3 separate regions of the Mus musculus genome follow, and regions 1 and 3 are each linked to region 2. A link is a contact called in public HiChIP or PLAC-seq and promoter capture Hi-C data. All regions are on one chromosome and are shown on one strand. Each heading gives the region's core, a stretch centred on a gene start, on an enhancer-like site or on the middle of the called end of the contact. The rest is flanking DNA. Distances are from core to core; before and after follow the strand shown.

The links. Promoter capture Hi-C pulls out the DNA fragments that hold promoters and counts their contacts. HiChIP or PLAC-seq counts read pairs in DNA pulled down with a chosen protein or histone mark.
Region 1: a contact with region 2 is called in a promoter capture Hi-C map of Sertoli cells, with 3 times the contacts expected there. The contact joins the enhancer-like site here to the promoter of Tgif1 in region 2. A contact is called at or near these places in 11 of 39 promoter capture datasets (the 3T3-L1 cell line, the C10 cell line, the HPC-7 cell line and 8 more), 2 of 15 datasets of contacts at CTCF or cohesin (CD8 T cells and pro-B cells), 6 of 484 Hi-C or Micro-C datasets (CD8 T cells, Sertoli cells, bone marrow-derived macrophages and 3 more), 23 of 115 datasets of contacts at active chromatin or transcription factors (the 230-238 cell line, CD8 T cells, the HPC-7 cell line and 18 more) and 3 of 9 other capture datasets (adipose tissue, liver and pancreatic islet).
Region 3: a contact with region 2 is called in an H3K4me3 HiChIP or PLAC-seq map of embryonic stem cells, with 40 read pairs. The contact joins the enhancer-like site here to the promoter of Tgif1 in region 2. A contact is called at or near these places in 2 of 39 promoter capture datasets (Sertoli cells and macrophages), 1 of 15 datasets of contacts at CTCF or cohesin (the NIH/3T3 cell line), 5 of 484 Hi-C or Micro-C datasets (Sertoli cells, bone marrow-derived dendritic cells, nephron progenitors and 2 more), 20 of 115 datasets of contacts at active chromatin or transcription factors (the SCID.adh cell line, bone marrow-derived macrophages, embryonic fibroblasts and 11 more) and 3 of 9 other capture datasets (adipose tissue, liver and pancreatic islet).

Annotation. Positions count from the first base shown.
Region 1 is chr17:70,942,892-70,946,505 of GRCm38.p6, forward strand. It overlaps Gm46595 (a long non-coding RNA gene), which reads right to left. Exons shown (of 3, transcript XR_001782184.2): 3 at 1,811-1,927. Among named protein-coding and RNA genes, the nearest start is that of Gm26510, 20 kb to the left of the region's middle. Within about 2 kb of position 2,325, at least 12 of the 459 cell types and tissues checked have an H3K27ac peak or open chromatin away from gene starts, as enhancers often do. A contact at or near this core is called in Sertoli cells, where this site is marked.
Region 2 is chr17:70,849,459-70,853,144 of GRCm38.p6, forward strand. Tgif1 (TGFB-induced factor homeobox 1) reads right to left here and starts at 1,752. Exons shown (of 3, transcript NM_009372.3): 1 at 1,414-1,752. The coding sequence starts at 1,429.
Region 3 is chr17:70,771,014-70,774,622 of GRCm38.p6, forward strand. All of the region lies in intron 8 of Dlgap1 (DLG associated protein 1), which reads left to right. All of the region lies in intron 4 of Gm41609 (predicted gene, 41609), which reads right to left. Among named protein-coding and RNA genes, the nearest start is that of Gm41609, 33 kb to the right of the region's middle. Within about 2 kb of position 1,763, at least 37 of the 459 cell types and tissues checked have an H3K27ac peak or open chromatin away from gene starts, as enhancers often do. A contact at or near this core is called in embryonic stem cells, epiblast stem cells and stem cell-derived anterior neural progenitor cells, where this site is marked.

The DNA of each region.
Region 1 (3,614 bases), core at 1,075-3,574, 94 kb after region 2:
ACCAATCGGAAGGTGTGAGTGGGCATCCGTTTTCTTCCTCCTCTTCCTCCCCACAACTTATCTTCCTCTCTTCTCAGCCTTTCTCCATCAGAACCTCCAACCCTCTTTTATCACAGTCATCGAGGCCAGTTGTCTTCCACCCCGACAGCATCCATGTCAGGAACCAGGTAACACCGCATAGATCTAGACGTGCATCCTTCCTGACAAACTTGGTCTGCACCTGCTTCACACAGTCAATGTGATAGTCTCCATGGTTACCTTGATGGGATCTAGACTCTCCAAGGAGAGAAAGCTCTGGGCGTGTCTGTGAGAGCTTTTTCTAGATGAGCTTAATTAACATGGTAAGATCCAGCCTAGGTAGGTTTTATTTCTATCAAATAGATAGATAGATAGATAGATAGATAGATAGATAGATAGATAGATAGATAGATAGATGCCAGCCAGCCGAGCACCAGCTCTCATGGCTCCTCCCTGACTGGATACAATGTGACCAGCTGCCTCTGCACCCGCCACCACCTTCCCCAACATGATGGATTCTTTCCCAGCAAAACCACGCCTTCATTCAGTTGCTTTGTTCAGGTATTTGCTGCAGCAACAAGACAAACAATAATATAGTCAGCAAACCAGAGAAAGAAGGTCCCTGACTCTTCCTGCTTTATGCTCTCTCTCTGTCTCTCTGTCTCTCTGTCTGTCTGTCTGTCTGTCTGTCTGTCTCTCTCTCTCTCTCTCTCTCTCTCGTGTGTGTGTGTGTGTGTGTGTGTGTGTGTGTGTGTGTGTGTGTGTGTGTGTGTTTGCATATGTGGGACACATATGTGTGTGAGCTCATAGATGTGGAAGAATCAGGCTTGATCACCTTCCTCCTTATTCCATAAGGCAGGTCTCTCATTGGAACCCAGAGCTCACCGATATGGCTACTTCTGCTAACTGGCTCTCTCTGTAGATCCCCAGTCTCCACTTTCTGAGACCAGAACCACCAGCAGATCACCTTTTGCTCACTCACTGTTGACGTAGGTTCTGGGATCCGCACTCCAGTCTTCAAATTGCGTGGTAACTGTTTAACCACCACTAGGCAAGCCTCCAGACTTTAGCTAGTCTTACTCTGTGGTCCAGATTCACAGTCATCTTCTTCAGGGTCCAGAGTGCTGGGATGACAGGCATGAGTCACCATGACTATCTCAAGTTTTCTTTGTTAAAAAGTAATTTCCTAGAGAGATGGTTCAGTAGTTAGGAGCTCAAACTGCCTTGACAGAGGACTTGAATTCAATCCCAGCACCCACACTGGGCAACTCCCAACCACCTGAAACTCAGTTCCAGATATTCTGACAGTCTTTCCCCGCCCCCCACCAACTCCCCACATATACACATAATTGAAAAATAGAATAAATCTGTTTTCAAAAAGTTTGTTTTCTGCTTAAGGACTCCCACAGAAATGAGAGGTCTGGGTTAATACATTAGTTTTCTCGTCTCTGAGAATGTTTTTGTTTTCTCTCCATCCCTGTTGGATGTTGTCTTTGAGTCATTGGATGTAGAAATCTGGGTTAATAACTCCATTCTGTGTTTCTTTCAGTTTGATTGGTTTTTGAATTAACTTTTTGAGAGAGAGTCTCTCTATGTAGCTGAAGTGAACTTGAATTCTTGATTTTCCCAGGTCCTGGCATTACAAGTGTGCACCACCAAGCCCAGCAGTCACAGGTGTTTAGAAATATTCGTTAAATAATTCTAACATCTTTTGGTGATTGCCCTTTTTTTTTGCCACAAATTTGAGGGTTTTTTTAATGAATTTTTTCCAACAGAGAATGCTGTTTCCATTTGATCGATGCCTATATGTTGGTGTCTACGCAGGACTCTGCCTTCCCTCTGCAGCTTCTATTTCCGTTGGCTTCCTCTGGTACGACTTCAGGAGACAAACAGGGTCGCCCTCTCATTGCTGAAAGACAGAGGCAGGTGGACAGGTTTCCTGTGTGAGCAGACTTCGCATTTCTGCTGAAGAGTGGAGAGAGTTCTGGGGCTCCACAAGGTACCCCCTGAGACCACCCCTTGCTGTATATGAGCCCAGTGTGACCTTGGCCCAGTGTGACCTCTGCTGACAACAGAGGGTGACAAGGTTACTATAGGAGTGTCCTGACTCCCTAGTGGGTACCCTCTGACCTCAACCTGGAGGGGTATTTGGGGTTCTTGTCATAGGTGAGTCAGGAGAGAGAGCTAAGCTCCCCATCTGGCTTTTTCAGATAAGAGTGATGTTTGGATAGAGTAGCGTGTCGAGGTGGCCTCTTTCCTGGAGCCATTGTCTAGAGAGAGCAAGCCTGCTGTTTTATCTATGTCAGTTGGAATTTCGGCTTCTTCAGACTATTGACTGGAGGAGGCAAAGGTGCTAGCCCAGGGGCAGGCGGGGGTGGAGGGAGGGGTGTTATCTCGTTGTCCCTTGAGTCTCAAGGTCCCTCATCTCCCTGCTTTTTCTCATTGCAGAGCTTTCTTCTGTTTTATGCATTGTGCTCTGCAGTTAGCACTGCAGTTTGTGGGGGAGATGAGGGCCTGCTTCCTGAAGTATATAGTGTCCCACCCCAGGTTTTCAGCATGTAACATGATTCGTGGTAGTTTAATTTTGTTATGTTCCAATGTTTCAATAGAGCAAAAGAAAACCACATAGTGGCTGGAGAGGTGACACAGCACTGGCTGCTCTTCCGGAGGACCCAAGTTCGATCCCTACCATTCAATCTGTTACTCAAATTCCAGGGGACCCAACTTCCTCTTCTGACCTCCTCAGCACCAGGGACACAAGTGATGCACAGAACACACACAGCAAAGCACCCGTATACATAAAAGGAAAGAAAAAGAGAAATACAGAAGAAGGGAAAGTCGTCCTTGGAATGTTGAATTTTATCTTTTTCTGTTACTACTGTTTCTAGCGAGACAAACAGTGATACTGTTCTAGTGATAGAAATGGTGTTCCTGTTTCTAATGATAAATAGTACAAAACTATCGCAAGTGCCCACCTGGACTCTGCCGCATGTGTGCTGATGTATTTCAGGTAGACTAATCTAAGCTCTGATGTTTAATAATTAGGTATTACATTCATGCTCACCCACCCCATGCTATGCAAGGAGCAGCAAAGTAGAGGGGAGTGGGGTTGTGATTTCAAAAACTGGTTTGGTTTTGTTTGAGATGGTCTTCTTTAAAAAAAACTTTATTATTATTATTATTATTATTATTATTATTATTATTATTATTATTATATCTAAGTATACTGTAGCTGTCTTCAGATGCACCAGAAGAGGGCATCAGATCTCACTACGGATGGTTGGAAGCCACCATGTGGTTGCTGGGATTTGAACTCAGGACCTTTGGAAGAGCAGTCAGTACTCTTAACCACTGAACCATCTCTCCAGCCTGAGATAGTCTTCTTACATAGTCCAGGCTGACCTGACACTCATGATCCACCAGCTTCAGCCTTCCAAATACCGCTTTCATAGGCCTGCTCCACAATGCTCAGGTGGTAAATGCATTTTTGATATTTTAAATGGACAACAGGACCATCAGAGCATCACTTTCCTGTACACTGAGGGGCAGCTGCACTGCTTAGGTTTTTGTCAACTTGACACAAGCTCAGGTCATCT
Region 2 (3,686 bases), core at 502-3,001:
GGTGCTATTGGAGCGGAATGCCTCCCACGGGGGTCTAGATCTGTCAGCCACGTCAAGGGGTGACAGAGGTCTTGAGAAGATCCCTAAGTTTTCCCCAGAGCTCAGTTAAACTGTCCCCCAACTCAGAGCGCCCACACTCTGACTGTCCCAGGGTGGAAAGGAGCAAGGAGGCCTACTTAACCAAGTACCCGGGGTCTTCATGAGTTCCGTATGTTTCGGGGTCTCTCACAGAATAACATCCACCCAACTCTCTAAGGTAGGAAGCGCGGAGAAACCCCGTGAGGAAGCGTGTTTGGCGGCAGCTGCTATAACCGTGTTCCGTTGGAACTGCAGTCGCGGTCTAGGTCTGAAAGAATGTGGAGTAACAAACTCGAGGAAGCTCCCGGGCATGCGCACCAGCGCCCCCTTCCCCCCGCCCGCTTCTCCAAGCGATTAACTTCTGTTTTGAACCACTCCACATAAATCACAACAAAAAAAGCCAACTCCAGTCCACGACTGGAACACTCGAGGGACCTCCCAGTCAGGGACTCCAAAGTTAGCTTCAAAAGGGACTTCACAGTCTTTGACCTTTTGGGTTTTTTTTTTCCCCCCTTCCTCCCCAGTGTGTTTTGTTTTTAAACCAGACTGACGGCAAGTTTTAGTTGTAAAGCTTTGGTGGAAACAATGACAGCCTCGCTTTTTGCACTTACAACCAAGCCTGCTTGTCACACTTGGACAGTTTTCGACTGCATGGTACTTGTGTTCTAACAGCACACGCGGTCCTAAATTCATCGTGGGAAAACTTTCAGAAACTAGTAAAAATTTTAAAGTCCATCTTTCCAAAGCTATGCTCGCCCTAGGGCGATATGTGTGGGGGTCCCGGATCACATTCCTTTGATAGTGAAAAACACATCTCTTTAAAAAAAAAAAAAAAAAAAACATTGCCAGGATCCGGCGAGGAGTGAGAGAACACCCGGAACTACAAACTTTTAGACAAAAGGTAAGGCGACTGGAATTCGCCAAGGACCCCCCACAGGGAAAAGCGAGGTGCCAGGGTCTCCTAGAACATCAACCGCAAAGCCCTGCCCCAGAAACGGCACTAGAAACCACGCGGCGCCTGGGCCGAGCATGGGGTGTCAGGAAGACAATGAAACTTGGAGGCGTACAAACAAGGCGCTGAGCGTGGTTCTTGACAACGTGCCAACAGCGTGGCGCGGCTCAGCCTCCCCACAACAGCCCCTCGGGTTGTGTCTAGAAGGAAAAGAACACCAACTGCCATCAGAGACACAGCCTCAACAAAGAGAACAGCCACCAATCCAGCCGGGGAGCCACTGGTCCGAAAAGTCCCATCAAGTCAGTGTTCTCCCGATCCGGCGCGGCCCGCACATGTCCCGCACTGGTGCCCCGGGCGCTCACAGCCCGCCGCCACCTTACCCTTCTTGCTTTTCATTCTGGAACTCGAGTCCCAGTGAGAGGTGAAGCTGGGGTTTCTAGGAGCCAGCAGCCGTGGAGTGGCGGGAGGGTAGTCGATGATCCTCCTCCTATACTAGTGCTCCGGTAACTTACAAGAGAGTGTTCCAACCACTATTGCTAAACAAGGTGCTCCGGTCTCAGGCGCTGGCTTCTGGGTTGGAATTCAAGTGACACTTGGGCTTCCTCCAGTCGGGATCTTCTGGCAGCCAGCCGGGGGTTCTCCCTGGCCCAATTCCCTCCCTCCCTACTCAGCTCCTTTGTTTCCCGCTCCACTCGGCGCACCTCGGCGCTGTCAGAGTGAGAGAGCAGAGGGAAGGTACAGGAGGTCCTGCCTCCGCCCCCAACCGCCCGCCCCGTCCCCCGCCCGCCCCGCCGCGCTCCTCTGCCCCTCCCCCGCACCTTCCAGCTCCACAACCCTGGGCCTGGGGGCCGAGATCACCCGTCCCTCTACGCGCTGGCGGAACCCAGAAGCAGGGTCATGCCTGCCTGCCCGTGGCGAGAGCACCATCTCCATCCCTCAGCTCTCAGCGGCCACACTGGTTTCTCTTTTGGGGCCTTTCCTCCCCGGGCTAGCGAAGAGTGCATTTAGTTTGTAAAGGATGGAGAGAGGTTTAAGGACATCTCCTCTGTCCACCCCAGAGAAGAAAAGACACCCCCATCCTTGTTTTTGACAGCTGCCCCAAACTTCACTGTCTCTGCTCCAGCCGCCGGAGGCAGCAGCTTCTGATTCAAGGGGTGGGGCACCGAAGGAAAAGTATTCCAGACAAGAATCAACTTCTTCCAGAAGGCGCAGCTGCCATTGACACGCGGGCGCGGCACAGCGCACCCTCCTCCTCGTGGACTCTTCTGCCAACAGCGACAGTGGGGGTGGGGGGAGGCAGACATAGTCACCGTGGGCAAATGTCTATTCCCCCGGGCTAAAGCTCTGAGTTCCGGATTGGATTGCAAGGCAGTTTCGAAATCTAACACGTTGCGAATAGACACTTGTCATGCTCACATGCTCTTTAAACGTCTGGGCTAGGGGGACGGCCAGAGCGCGCGTGTGCCCCACTGCGACTCCCCCACCCCCACGCGCCTTTTTAAAAAGATGGGGGACTACGCCGGGACTGCTCATCTGTTTCAGTAAACAGTGTCTACTTTGTGTGCTAATATCCCACCAGAGGACACCCTTCAGTATTTCAAACAGAAACTAGCCATTAAATAAACACTCATTCCTATTGGTTTATTTTGCTTGAGAGGGGAGCTCCAAAGAGTTGAACGAAGAATCGAGAATCGTCCCCTCCCCAAATACAAGCCAGATGCTGTTATGGCTGACTTCGAGACGCGCACGCCCGCACTTCTGGGTCTAGTTTTCACCTATGCCCGGTTGTTTAAAAAAAAAAAAAAAAAAAAAAAAAAAAAAAGCAAAGAAAAGCAACTGTCACATGTCACAGAAGACTTTCCCCATAGAGGGGGGGAAAAACCCCAAACGTAAATAAGCTGAGCAGCGACGTCACCGCCGGTGTCTGTCTCCAGTTTCGGCTTTGTGGCTGTTCTGGTTTTGTGACCTCGGTGGAGATCCGGCAGGAGGAGACAGACCCGTAAAAACAAGGTTAAAGCCGAGCCACAGTAAGGCGGCCACAGGATGACCCGCTAGACTTTGGAACCTGTTTATGATTATGTTGGAAATTAAAGCAAGCCTCCGCCGCGCCCCCTCCGAGGAGCGCGTTAAAACCCCGAGTCAAAAAAGAAGCTTGGGTGGTTTTTCCAAAATGAACCAACTGGAGGAAGAGTCACAGTAAGCAGGCAGGAACCTTAAAATGACCCTCCCCCTTCCCTAAATCCTGTGGTTTGCAGAGTGCTCCCTAAGTGAGCACACGCGGGCATCAGCGCAGGAGGCGGTTGCACGACAGTGTCCAGGGAGAACCCAACGGCTGGCAAGCCCCCTCTGCAAACCGCCCTGGCGCAGCGCTTTCCGGGACCCGGCAGGGGATGACTCAGCTGCTGCGCCCCGGTGCGGGACTCATGTGGTGCGGGAGGGGGCCACGGAGGGCCCAGCCGCCGGTTGAGGGCCGCCTCGCTCTGGGTTTTTGGTGTTTGTGGCTGGGATTGGTGGCTCACATCCGCCGGGGACTCGGGAGAGGAGGGAGAACAGACTCGGGGAGGAGGAGCTGGACCGAGTGAGTGGCAGGAGCCGGGTCCGGACCCGGCGGTGACTGCCTTGTCATTTTGTTTGCTAACTTGGACAGCGGCTT
Region 3 (3,609 bases), core at 513-3,012, 78 kb before region 2:
TCTGGGCCGGTAGTCTTGGTTCTATAAGAGAGCAGGCTGAGCAAGCCAGTAAAGAACATCTCTCCATGGCCTCTGAACCAGCTCCTGCTCCCTGACCTGCTTGAGTTCCAGTCCTGACTTCCTTTGGTGATGAACAGCAACATGGAAGTGTAAGCCAAATAAACCCTTTCCTCCCCAACTTGTTTCTTGGTCACAAAGTTTGTGCAGGAATAGAAACCCTGACTAAGACAGCTGGTCAGTGATGCACGCCTTCAATCCCATCACTTGGGAGGTGGAGACAGGTGGATCTCTGGGTTCAAGGCCAGCCTGGTCTACAGAGTGAGTTCCAGGGCTACACAGAGAGACCCTTCTCAAAATAGATAGATAGATAGATAGATAGATAGATAGATAGATAGATAGATGATAGACAGACAAACAAATAAATGCTGGGCATGATAATTCCAGCACTCTAGAAATGAAATGAGTGGATCTCTGTGAATTGAGGCCAGCCAAGGCTATGTACTGAGACCCTGTCTCAAAAACCCAAACAACTAAGTAAATAAACAAATTAATCTCCTAAGAAGAGCTGACAGTAATTTTAGGGCTTAACCTGCTAGAATGTCCCTCCACAGGTCACTTTGTAGTTCACCTTTCTGTGAATAAATAAGCATATCTATGAATGCCTGTTTCTGAAAGAAAACACATTGTCAGACATAGAGGGCTTGCTTTCATCTTCTGTCTCTTATAATTCTTTTTTATGATCCTGCCGGTGGCGGTTCACTTAGATACCATATCACAAAGCAGCACTGGGCAGTTGAAATTCCTTCCTGATGACTGGGGGAACCCCCCCCCCCCCAATTATCTAGTGTTAATTAGGAGCCAGCTGTTTTCACACTGAATACTAGATAACAATCCGGGGCTTCCTTACCCAAACAGACTGGACTAAGAAACCCCAACCTCACAGAGAGCGAGAATAGAAAGAAAACAGAGCCCGGAGAAAGAGATGAATACATAAGAAGCCAGGAGACCCCCAGGGTTTAGAATGGTCCCAGTTTAGGTAAACAACAAGCCTGAAAAACCTACCTGACTGGTTATTTAACTGAGCAGGAGACTTCACAGAGTTCTGAATTAAAATAAATCAGTTCCTAAGTTATTTGTAAAGAAGCACAGAAGCAAGATGTGTTGGGCAGCCCTCTGCTTCAAGAAGAGGCATAGACGCGGAACAGCACAGAGTTTGTGGGCAGCTAGGACATCCTCGGAACGTCATGGGTAGCAGATATACCGTGTCCCCTTTCCTGGGCAGGCTCACAGTAGGGCGCATGCACAAAGGAATGCTTTAAAGGCCCAGAGTCGTTTTGTAAGGAGGCGGTTCTCTTCAGCTTAACTCACTACCTTTGTCAAAAACATCCCCCAGTTCCTACTCTGTTCGCAGGCCAGCTAGTAACACTGATCCACAGGGTACATATTTGCCCACCTGAAGGGTGGATTCTTAGCAAAGCAGCTCACACCCACAGTGCCTCCTCTGCATCCCTGGGTGCAAGCCCTCCTTCATCTGCTCCATCCTCTCTATGGCTTTTGACTGCTCCCAGGAATCCCTATGAAGTCTTCTAGGCTTTCAAGCTGATAATTAACAACTCTAGGAAAGTAATCCTTTCTGTTGACTAAGGTGAGAAAGCCTGAAGCTCCCAGGGGGCTCCCCTTTCCCTAAGTGACATTGTATTAGCTCAGTGACTCTAAACTGCCCTTTGTTACATGAGCCCACTGGTAATTCTGACCCCAGCAAGAGACACAAAAAGGGAGGTGATTACTGTCTACATGATAAAAGGACTATGCAGATTTACTCAGAGGCAGAGATATAGTGACAAGGTAACAATGTATAACCCGTAAGATTCAGAGTCAAGGGGAAAACAAAAGCCACCTGTGTCCGTGTGTGCCTGTATCTCTTCTCTTTACAATGTTGTTTTTTAAATAAGGATTGTGTACTACTGAATAATTCAATTAATGCTAAGAAAAGTAAGGGCTGGAGAGATGGCTCAATGGGAAAGAGTACTGGCTGCTCTGGCATTTGACCTGGGTTTGATTCCCAGCACCCACATCACCATCACCCACATCACGATTCACAACTGCTGTAATTACAGTCCCAGGGGATCTGACACCCTCTTCTGGTCTCTGAAGACACCAGGAACATATGTAGTACACACACACATACATGCAGACAAGTCAGCCATACACATAAAATAATAATTTTTTTAAAATCACTACATAAGTGTTCTCTTTGTTATTAAATACTCATGCCAGATAGCTTAGCACTGGCTGCTGAGCCTGAAGACCTGAGTTTGATCCTTGGGACCTTAAATTGTCCTCTGACACACAGCCTCCCCCCCCTCAACACACACACATACAAAAAGAAAAATAAATGTTTTTAAAAATTTTTAAAACAACAACTTGCTACCTTTAATGATTGCAGCACTCCAGAGACATAGGCAAGAGGACCTCTGTGAGTTTGAGGGAGGCCATCCTGGTCTATATAGTTCGTCCAAAGATAGCCAGGAGTTAACAGACTGTGACTCAAAACAGGGAAAAGAAAACATTTTCTGTGTTTAGTTGAGGAAGCATTGTTATTGACTTCTGTTTTTTCCTTCTACTGTGTCATCTTGGTGGATGTACAGTGGTATCTATCTCATTAGCGCTTTGGTTTGAATTTCTCTAATATTGAGTTATGTTTCCTGTGTCTCCTGGGCAATTGTATAGAGAGTGTTTATTCACGTTATTTGCCCTTTTTATAGAAATTGGACTTTTTGTTCTTTGGTTATTCAATATTTTAAGAATTCTTTGTATATTCTGTACACCAGATCTTTATCAGATTTAAATATTATTTCCCTACATTCTATGAGCTGGCTTCCCACTCTCTGTATAGGGTGTTTTGAGATAACAGTTTTAAATTTTGAAAAAGTCCAACTCATCCCTTTGTTACTTATATTTTTAGTATCCCACTTTAAAAGTTATTACCAAGGGGTTAGAGAAATGGCTTGGAGGTTAAGAACATTGGCTCAGTGGTTAAGAGCACCGACTGCTCTTCTGAAGGTCCAGAGTTCAAATCCCAGCAACCACATGGGGGCTCACAACCATCCGTAATGAGATCTGATGCCCTCTTCTGGTGCGTCTGAAAACAGCTACAGTGTACTTAGATATAATAATAAATAAATCTTAAAAAAAAAACAAAAAAAAAAAAAAAAACACTGGCTGCTCTTCCAGAGAATCCAGGTTCAATTCCTAGCACCCACATAGCAGCTTATAGCCATTTATAATGGCAGTCCCAGGGGTCTAACACCCTTTTCTGACTTCCCTTGGCTTCAGATATAAATATGGTGCACAGACATACATACAGACAGAGCACTCATACACATAAAAATAAATTAATTAGGCCGGGTGTGGTGGCGCACGCCTTTAATCCCAGCATTTGGGAGGCAGAGGCAGGCGGATTTCTGAGTTCGAGGCCAGCCTGGTCTACAAAGTGAGTTCCAGGACAGCCAGGGCTATACAGAGAAACCCTGTCTCAAAAAAAAAAAAAATTAATTAATTAATTAATTAGGCCGGGCATGGTGGCACACGCCTTTAATCCCAGCACTT